Regions from separate parts of the Zea mays genome. Here regions 1 and 3 are each linked to region 2. The links are chromatin contacts, called in public Hi-C maps. All regions are on one chromosome and are shown on one strand. The core of a region is the stretch at or near the end of the contact, and the rest is flanking DNA. Distances in the headings are between cores, read along the strand shown.

What was found. Hi-C and Micro-C count contacts between places; a contact is called where the count stands out from the background.
Region 1: a contact with region 2 is called in a Hi-C map of leaf, with 1.9 times the contacts expected there. The contact joins the promoter of LOC100383867 here to the enhancer-like site in region 2. A contact is called at or near these places in 8 of 25 Hi-C or Micro-C datasets (ear, leaf, root tip and 2 more) and 1 of 3 datasets of contacts at active chromatin or transcription factors (leaf).
Region 3: a contact with region 2 is called in a Hi-C map of bundle sheath, with 6 times the contacts expected there. The contact joins the promoter of LOC100276256 here to the enhancer-like site in region 2. A contact is called at or near these places in 16 of 25 Hi-C or Micro-C datasets (bundle sheath, ear, endosperm and 4 more) and 1 of 3 datasets of contacts at active chromatin or transcription factors (leaf).

The regions. Positions count from the first base shown.
Region 1 is chr4:149,639,933-149,642,946 of Zm-B73-REFERENCE-NAM-5.0, forward strand. It overlaps LOC100383867, which reads left to right and starts at 1,749. Exons shown (of 20, transcript NM_001362217.1): 1 at 1,749-1,888; 2 at 2,992-3,014. The coding sequence starts at 1,841.
Region 2 is chr4:149,431,709-149,434,508 of Zm-B73-REFERENCE-NAM-5.0, forward strand. No RefSeq gene overlaps it. Among protein-coding and RNA genes, the nearest start is that of LOC100194141, 20 kb to the right of the region's middle. Within about 2 kb of position 1,448, at least 17 of the 20 cell types and tissues checked have an H3K27ac peak or open chromatin away from gene starts, as enhancers often do. A contact at or near this core is called in bundle sheath, ear, endosperm and 4 more, where this site is marked.
Region 3 is chr4:149,287,785-149,290,573 of Zm-B73-REFERENCE-NAM-5.0, forward strand. LOC100276256 reads right to left here and starts at 1,472. Exons shown (of 8, transcript NM_001150088.1): 1 at 756-1,472. The coding sequence starts at 1,060.

The DNA.
Region 1 (3,014 bases), core at 499-2,998, 210 kb after region 2:
AATCGAGGACTAGTACACTTTCACTTGCCTGTTATCAACTTGGAAGCAAAATAAACATATAAAACATTATTAAACATGTGAAAAGCATTGATATAACCCAATGTTATCGAAAAGAAAATGTCTAATTGTAGTTGCTTTTCTATAATGTCATCTTGCATGATCACCATGCTACCAGTAAACAATAGTCGATTTTTTTTACTATGTTCTTTGCTCTATTTGTAGCTTCCATAAACTTAAACTTGGCTCTATTCATAATCACATTAGGTTGTTATGATTCATAAAACTTTTCTTAATAGGAAATAGTTGATGACAAAGATCTTCCACAACATAAGAAAATTAGAAGGATCCAATCTCAAGCAAAAAGCAAAAAACGATGTACTCCCTCCGTTTTCCGTTCCTGATCTTAAGGTCACGATGGTTTTTTCTAAGTCAATGTTTTGAAACTTTGACCAACAATATCTATAAAAATAATTATTTTAATTACAAAAATTATATATAGTGGTAGATGTTTTAATAATAAATATAATAGTTCATTTTTATTTAGTAAATATTTATGAATATTTTGTTATTACCGATCAAAGTTGAAAACATTGACTTAGGACATACTTTCATGACTTTAAGATAGGGAACAAAGGGAGTATGTAACCAAGAAGACAAATTAAAGCAGTATCCTTTATAACCCTCTTGACTTGTTTGATATTTCTATAATTTCTGTTTTGTTGAACACCGAAACACTATATCTTTTGATGTATATAAGCATGTAGCTACATGGTCTTGATCATCTTATGTTATAAACCAACAGGACATAAGTAGTATCCTCCATAAGTTCTTTTCATTAATATTTTACAAATCTATATCTATACTAATATATTAAGAACCTAACGCGGCTTCACCCTCCGTCCTCCGCGCTACCACACCGTACAAAAAATAGTGCACAAAGCGAGCACTTGAACCCATACTCCTTCCTCCAAACATTTGGGGGTAACCAACAAACCACACATACCTTAGTGTTTATAAATAACCAATAATTATATTTGAATAAATATCTCAATACCTATTTATCTATACTACTCTATTAAGAACCTACCCTTCACACTGACACTCTGGGCCCACCCCACATGCCCCGACTGGTTCTCCTGTTAGCTCTCTGACTGGTTCTCCCGTATCTCTCTCAGCTACTACCATGTGAATCCCAGCTCCCACGTAGCCAGCTACCGCGTTTGCTCAGCATCCGAGCCCACCCACGCAACTATCATACCACCTAAAAAAAAGTGCATAGTGAGCACTCGAACCTACATCTCGAGCTCCAGAAATTTAGAGCTAACCACCAGACCACATATACCTTAGTGTTTATAAATAAACAAGAACTATATTTAAATAAATATTTTAAATTTATTTATGTGATATATAAAACCGTAGCAAAGCATGTATAACTGACTAGTCAAACTAAGATGGGATTTATATCATCGCTTCAACGATATCTACACTGGATTCCACGCCGCCGCGTCGTTTTCTAGTGTTTTTTGATTCGTGAGCCCGGCCAAGAGCCCGTGACCAGCTAAGTCGGCCCATCCCATTTTCCACTCCGGACTCGGTGAAATGCGGTTGGAGTTCAAAACTCAGCCCGACCCATCCAGCTCCGACACTGCACAGCCCGCACCACGCACCAGGACATCGCCACCGGCACCGCACTACGGCGTACAGGAAACCGGACGGACAGCTATGCCCGACCGCCTCCTTTCTGGTTCTCCTCCTCCCTCCTCCCTCCCGCGCAGATCTCCACAAGCTTCCAGAGAGCAGCAGCAGCAGCAGCTCGCCTCCACGCGACACGAGGACGGACATGGCGACCTTCACCAAGCTCGAGGATTCCCCCATGTTCCGCAAACAGGTGGCGTCCCTCGCTCTTCGCTCCTCTGCCCACGAGGCCTCCCTGATCCGGCCCCGTCGAGGCAATGTTTCGTGTTTCTTGGGATCTCGGTCGGTCCTACGTCGTCAGTTGGATTTGGGTGTGTCGAATGGAAGGATTCGGTCCGTTGTCGGAGTCTGGGTGGTTGTGACGGAGCTATGGCGGATTTGGATCATTTTGTGTGCGGCAGATCTCGACTTGGTAGCTTGATCCAGTGTGCCTCGGTCGTTTTGGGTTTGAAACACAGGGATTTCTCAGCAGAGTCGACGTTTTGACGTGATGCGTAATTATTGCTGCAATTCTGTGTTTGTTATGACGAATTGGGCATGTTAGTGAAAATGGGTCAATCATCGTCCGATATTTGGGATTGATTTCTTTGAAGGGGTTAGAACGCTGACAACGGCGCAGCTTTGACGATCAAATTGCACTGTTGCATTGCACAACATATTTGAATAGAAGGGGTTGATTTTATTTGAATTGAGCTCATGGATGGACCTGGTACAGAGGGTGAAGCTTTTGCTTGAGCAAATTTTCAGCCTGGTTGTAGTTGTTACAATGGTTTACTGTTCATTTTTATTTTTGCTGAGGACACTACTTTGCCCATTTTGAATTGATGGTTGCATTTTTTGTTGAATCACCTTCTGGAACAACAACAATCCATTTTTGTTGAATCAGTCTGCTGGGACTTTTATAATGAATATTGGACCCTCTTAAAAACATCCCCTCTATTCTGTTCCTTATATAAATCAAACAAAAAAGAAGAGGTGTAGGCATTGTGCTAAACAATTTTGCTGGGTAACTTGGCTCACTAATTTCTCTCCAAAGGGCAGACCTATTGACGTAGGGTCTAGAGAAGGGATAAACCCAGTCAAGCTTTCTCAAAGTACGGAGAGGCTGCTTAAACCCGTGACCTGGTGGGCTGCTTAAACCCGTGACCTGGTGCTGCACCAGGCCTTCCCTTCTAATTTCTCTCCAGAATCACCAAATTATCTCTCTTCGTTGCCCCAAAACCTTGTTTTTGAACTTCAAAATGAAACTATACATGCATTTAAATTATTGTCCCAACTTGTTTCCAATACCTGCAGGTCAATTCTTTGGAACATCTTAC
Region 2 (2,800 bases), core at 198-2,697:
ATAAATTGTGTATGATTGCAACAATATTGGCAAAATATCGTTGTACTTTATATTTTGATATACTGTGAACAAAACAAGTGTCCTATGAGACCATCCTGATTTATGCATTTTCAAACTAAATTTTACGACACTTCTTGTTGTGTTTTATGCTTCCATTAAAAACAGTCTTACTGTGTTTTACGCCAAATTTATGACACTTTTTGATGTGTTTTACAGCAATCTCTTGCGAAGTGAGATTGTGTGCGTGTTTTACACTAAATTCCGTACTCATTTACGCTGTTTTAGCTCACGTTTTACGCTGAAATCATTCGAGTCAGAACTCGCGCACGATCGGCTGCACGCGATTTTCACGCCGTAATTTTGGGCCTCGTTTGCTGTTACAAAACATATATAGGATTTACGATAAATTCGGTACTCATTTACGCTGTTTTGGTTCATGTTTTACGCTAAAATCTATCCGAGTCAGAACCCGATCATGATGGGACGCGCGAGATTTTTACGTCGTAATTTTCGGATCGCGTTCGCCATTTCAAAACAGATCTACCATTTACGCTAAAATTCGTAATCATTTACGTTGTTTTGGTTCATGTTTTACGCTAAAATCTATCCAAGTCAGAACCCGATCACGATGGGCCGCGCGAGATTTTTACGCCGTAATTTTCGGGACGCATTCACCGTTTCGAAACAAATCTACGATTTACGCTAAAATTCGTAATCATTTACGCTGTTTTGGTTTACATTTTACGCTAAAATCTGTTCGAATAAGAACCCGATCACGATGGGACGCGCGAGATTTTTACGCTGTAATTTTCGGGCCACATTCGCCGTTTCGAAACAGATTTACGATTTACGCTAAAATTTGTAATCATTTACGCTGTTTTAGCTCACGGTTTACGCTGGAATCCGCCCGAGCCAGAACCAGAACCACATACTACATGATTTATGCTGTCAAGTACAAGTCATTATGCAGTCGTAAACGCTGTTCACAATGTCATATTCGTTCCACGTGATTCGGGCGTCAAAAGATTCCTTTATGCATGGTTTACGCATCTTTATCCATATATATATGCATTCGTATATTGCATGGCTGAGCAAGCACGTGGGTGCTGGGCCGACCGCGTCCTGGTTGGGGCTTCCATTAGTAGGGGAAGCCCAGGGCTTCCATTACCTCTTCCCTATATATATATATATATATATATATATATATATATATATATATATATATATATATATATATATATATATATATATATATATATATATATATATATATATATATATATATATTGCCAAAGCGAGCACAAGCAACGCTAGCTCACACCGCCAGTGCACAACAGAAAGGCGCTATATTGGGGTCCTGAAAAATACTAGTAGTACTATGCAGATCACATCCCTCCCTACCTCTAGTGCCAAAGAACCACGCACTCATGTGCAGTGTGTCTTGCTTTTTGCACACATCCAGATTCGCGTCCTTCGGGCGAGGTACGTTCTGTAGATTCTGTTCTTTCTTCGGTGCTGCGCTGGAGGTGACGTCATCCAGAAAGCATGGTGGGCACTGGGCACTCGGGCTGCCCACCTCAACAACTTTAGCTTTGGAGGTACTTGCTTCAAAGTGGGTTTTTGTGTTTTCACAACTAAATTGATAAAGTTAGTAAGTAGGTTAACACCCACATATATAGTACGTATCTAATGCACTGCTATCTACGATGGCCAAGCTTATTCCTTTTATAATTTTAAAAAAAAAGGAAATTGTGACCCTTCTTTGTGTGTGTACGTAAATTTGTTAACAAAAAAAAAGGTAAAAAAGAACGAATCGTACCAATTGTGAAACTAGACACAGCTCATATATGAGGCCGCCTTCTATGCTGCACCTTGAAGAATTTTTTTTTAATCGGAAACCGCCGCTTACCGAGCGGGGATGGTAATCTGTGCATTGCATTGCACCCGAAGAAATGCGTCTTTTTCCACCACCTGGGAACATAACGGAAACCAGGTTATTTGAGTTTGTTTGTAGAGGGAAGTTCGTAATAAGAGGTGAGGTAGTGAATAGAACAGAAGAGGTGACGAAGATTAGCCTAAAGAACACTCTAGGAGGTGTAGCAGAAGCAGTAAGCATGGCACGCATAGTCATAGAGAAGGCAGCCCGCTTTGATTCGCGTTCACACTGACGCGAGAGAGACCCGAAAAGGAGGGTATCGATATCATGGCAGCCAGCCGGCCCGGTCCGGCAATGCGGTGCAGTGGAATCTAGGCCACTGCCGCGTCCGGCACACGGCAACGACCCACGACAGATAGATTCCTCCGGGCGGCCACACTTGGAGGTCGACACGACGACGGGATCCACTCGCCTCGGAGTCGGAGAGATTCGTCCAAGCGCCGCTGATCAGCAGATACTCTAATACTGTTGCACGCGTCGTTCTTCAGACTGTAATTTGATGTATGTATATATACAACATAATGCTCAAAATTTAAAACTAGTATTGAATTATCTAAATTTTAATGCTAGTTTAGGAATCCCATTTTTCATTTTTCAAAGGAAAAATAGTTCATTTTTTCTTACGAAAATAGAAATCCCTTAAAAATATAGTTATGCTTAGATATAGTATATCATGTAGTAAAATTCTGGAGCCGTCGCTGTCTAATCTAGCCTTGGTTGCTCGGATATCCATTCTTTCTGTCATGTGTTCAGCTGTTACAGGCTTTACAATCATTGTTACAGACGACACCTCTTGCATTGCGTTGCATTCCATGCGCTGCACGGAACACGGATGGTGGATCGTCCCATGGTCGTCCCGATCGT
Region 3 (2,789 bases), core at 222-2,721, 140 kb before region 2:
AAGAACAATAATATTTACAAGATCAAATGAACTTTATTATATATATTATGGTGTGCGAAAGGGTCTCTAGCCTAGTGGTTAAGGGTTTCCGAGTAGAACCTTCAAGTCTTGGGTTCGTTTCCCCTTGGGGGCAAATTTTCTAGTTTGGTTTAAAAAATCTCCTCGCTGTGTTCTATCCGCTCTCGGGTTACGATGTCCTGTGCGCCACCCTCTGGTTAGGCCGTTGCAGAGTGGACAGTTAACGTCGACCCGTTAGTGATGGGGGCCAGGGTTCAGGGATTTTTTCTCGGCCACGACCATTGTTTCGGTCTCTTCTTAATATAATACCAGGAGGAAGGTCATTCCCTCCCCGGTCGATTTTTTTTAAAAAAAAATCATTGGTGTCGTAGTCTCTAGATATTATTGCTCAGCTCTACAAACTTGGTCAAACTTAGGATTGTTTGACTTAAGACAACTGAATATCCATTATATTCCAGGACCGAGGGAGTGGTTATTTAGGCAGCACAAAATCTTGGCAGTTTGACCTCAACTTCAATGCATGGTCATGATCAAATTGTTAAGGAACTGAATAGTAAATATAGGATAAAAAGTCACATTATTAAGGTGAGATGAAAATAGCTACTTAATTCAGTTTTTTTTTCAACATTTATATGGCAGTATATCTTACAGTTCCATATATCTTACGTAATATTTGCAACAAAACTTTCCTCATCTTGGAAGAAAGTTAATTCAGAATAAATGGCAGTATATCTTACTTGTTGAGGCCATCATTCAACAATTGCAGCTCCGGATAGGACCACTCCACAGCCAACGGTGCAGTATACTTGAGGTTCTGGCAAGAAAACTCAGCACTCATGTTTGGTGAACCAGTGGATACAATCGTTGAAGTTGTAGTGTTCAACATCGCCATATTGCCATTCATTCCACTGGAAGTGTCTAGACAAACTGGTATGGCTCCTGATACACTAGTAACTGAACTCGTCTGAAATGAAACCACATGTTGGTTGCAGAATGAATGTGGAAATACCCCGTAGTGATTAGGATCTGTTGACATCTGCATGCCAGAAGTAATTTTGCTCTCCCACTTCGCCCTCACGAACACGTCATCAGGCTTCACAGGACACTTATAAGTTGTCAAGCCCTCTTGAAACTTTCTTCCAAGATGAGGAAAGTTTTGTTGCAAATATTACAGTTCCATTGTCAGAGAACCCAGATAAGCTCGGCAACCAGGGCTCCATAAACTCATCAAAGTAACCATGGATGTCATCCAAACTATGATGGTAATTTGCAAAGCTTGACTGAACAAATCTTTCTTCAAACAAAAGTACTCAGTTCTGAGAGACTTCCACATTAGACATGAAACAAGAAACATTGGTGAATCTGGTCCTCGGGAACAATAAAAAAGAGCTAGAGAATTTTTTATCAAACACGTAGAAGAGCTAAATATCATTATATTAAGAACTACAGATTCGACAGCTCACAAAGTAGTAAAATAATCACAATGCAATCCAATTCAAAATAAACTTCCAGCTGGTGAGCGAGAACCAACTTTTCAAAGAGAAGAACCAGTAATCACTTCACAAGAAGAAGAATACCATCCAATGCACAGTCAGTTTGTTTTTTATTGCAGTCAAATGTCCTCAATAACTAGGTACTCACATGGGTCTTACAAGAAGTGGCTAACCAAAGCTGGCACAACTAGATGGACTATCATTAGCACTTACATATACGAAAAAATAATTCAACCATGTCAGCAGCAGAACACTATAGTACACAGAGCAAGAGTCTTACATTCAGTACAAGTTAATTATATCAAAAGCACATCATAGAGACATAGATGAATTTACAAACACGAGTGCATGTTTCTGTTTGTAAAGATAGTACTAACATCATGGTAGGACGTAGGAGCGAGTTGTGGGACTTCTCAGGGGAATTGAACATGAGATTTTTCACCGCAACAAAGCACCAAAACTGAAACGAACTATCCAAAGTTGACGACACAAGGTTTTAATCATGCCTTCAGTCTTGACAAATCGAAGAGGAGATTAGCAAAATAACCTTTTGAAAACTAGCCTTCTCTAGGGACTGTACAATACCAACAGAAGCTAACAAGAAGGCAGAGAGTCCAAACCCTCCAGCACCTTCGGTGGACACTGGACACAGACACCTCAAGATGGAGACCGCTGCAGACAATAGATCGAACTGGTCGTACACTAGAGAAGCAGCACGGGAAGACTCGAACGAAAAGGAAGAAACCAAATCAAGCAACGATGATTACACGAAAGACGGTGGCCCCCAGGCGCTATCCGTGAGGAGCTCGCTTTCCACATCGAATTCCACGGCAGCCCGAGCGACCGCCAAGCTCCCTTCGTTCCACTAGGTCACGCAAACGAACGGAAAAAAAAAGCACTAACGCACGAGCGCAGCGGCCCGGCCGCCGGCCGGCACCAAATCGGGGTGTTTTCCGGATCACGCTACCGAACTCCATGAGCCCAGTAAATCAAGAAACGCACCTGTGCCGGAGCCGCAGCGCAGCAGCGGCAGAAGACGCAAGGGTGCAGGGGGGCGCAGCAGCTATAGCGATCGATCCTGCCGTGAATGGAGTGTGAGGTGGTGGTCTCTTCTTCGCCGTGCCGTGTGCTTGGTTGGCCTTCTTTAAATGGTGGTGCCGTCCGGCTTTGTGCGCTCCAATGGAAAAGGCAGGCAGGGTGCGGGGGAGAGGAGGGGAGAGCGCAACTAAAAAGCGGCGGCCCCGCCGACCCCAAAGGCGAGACGTTGCTCGTTTATAT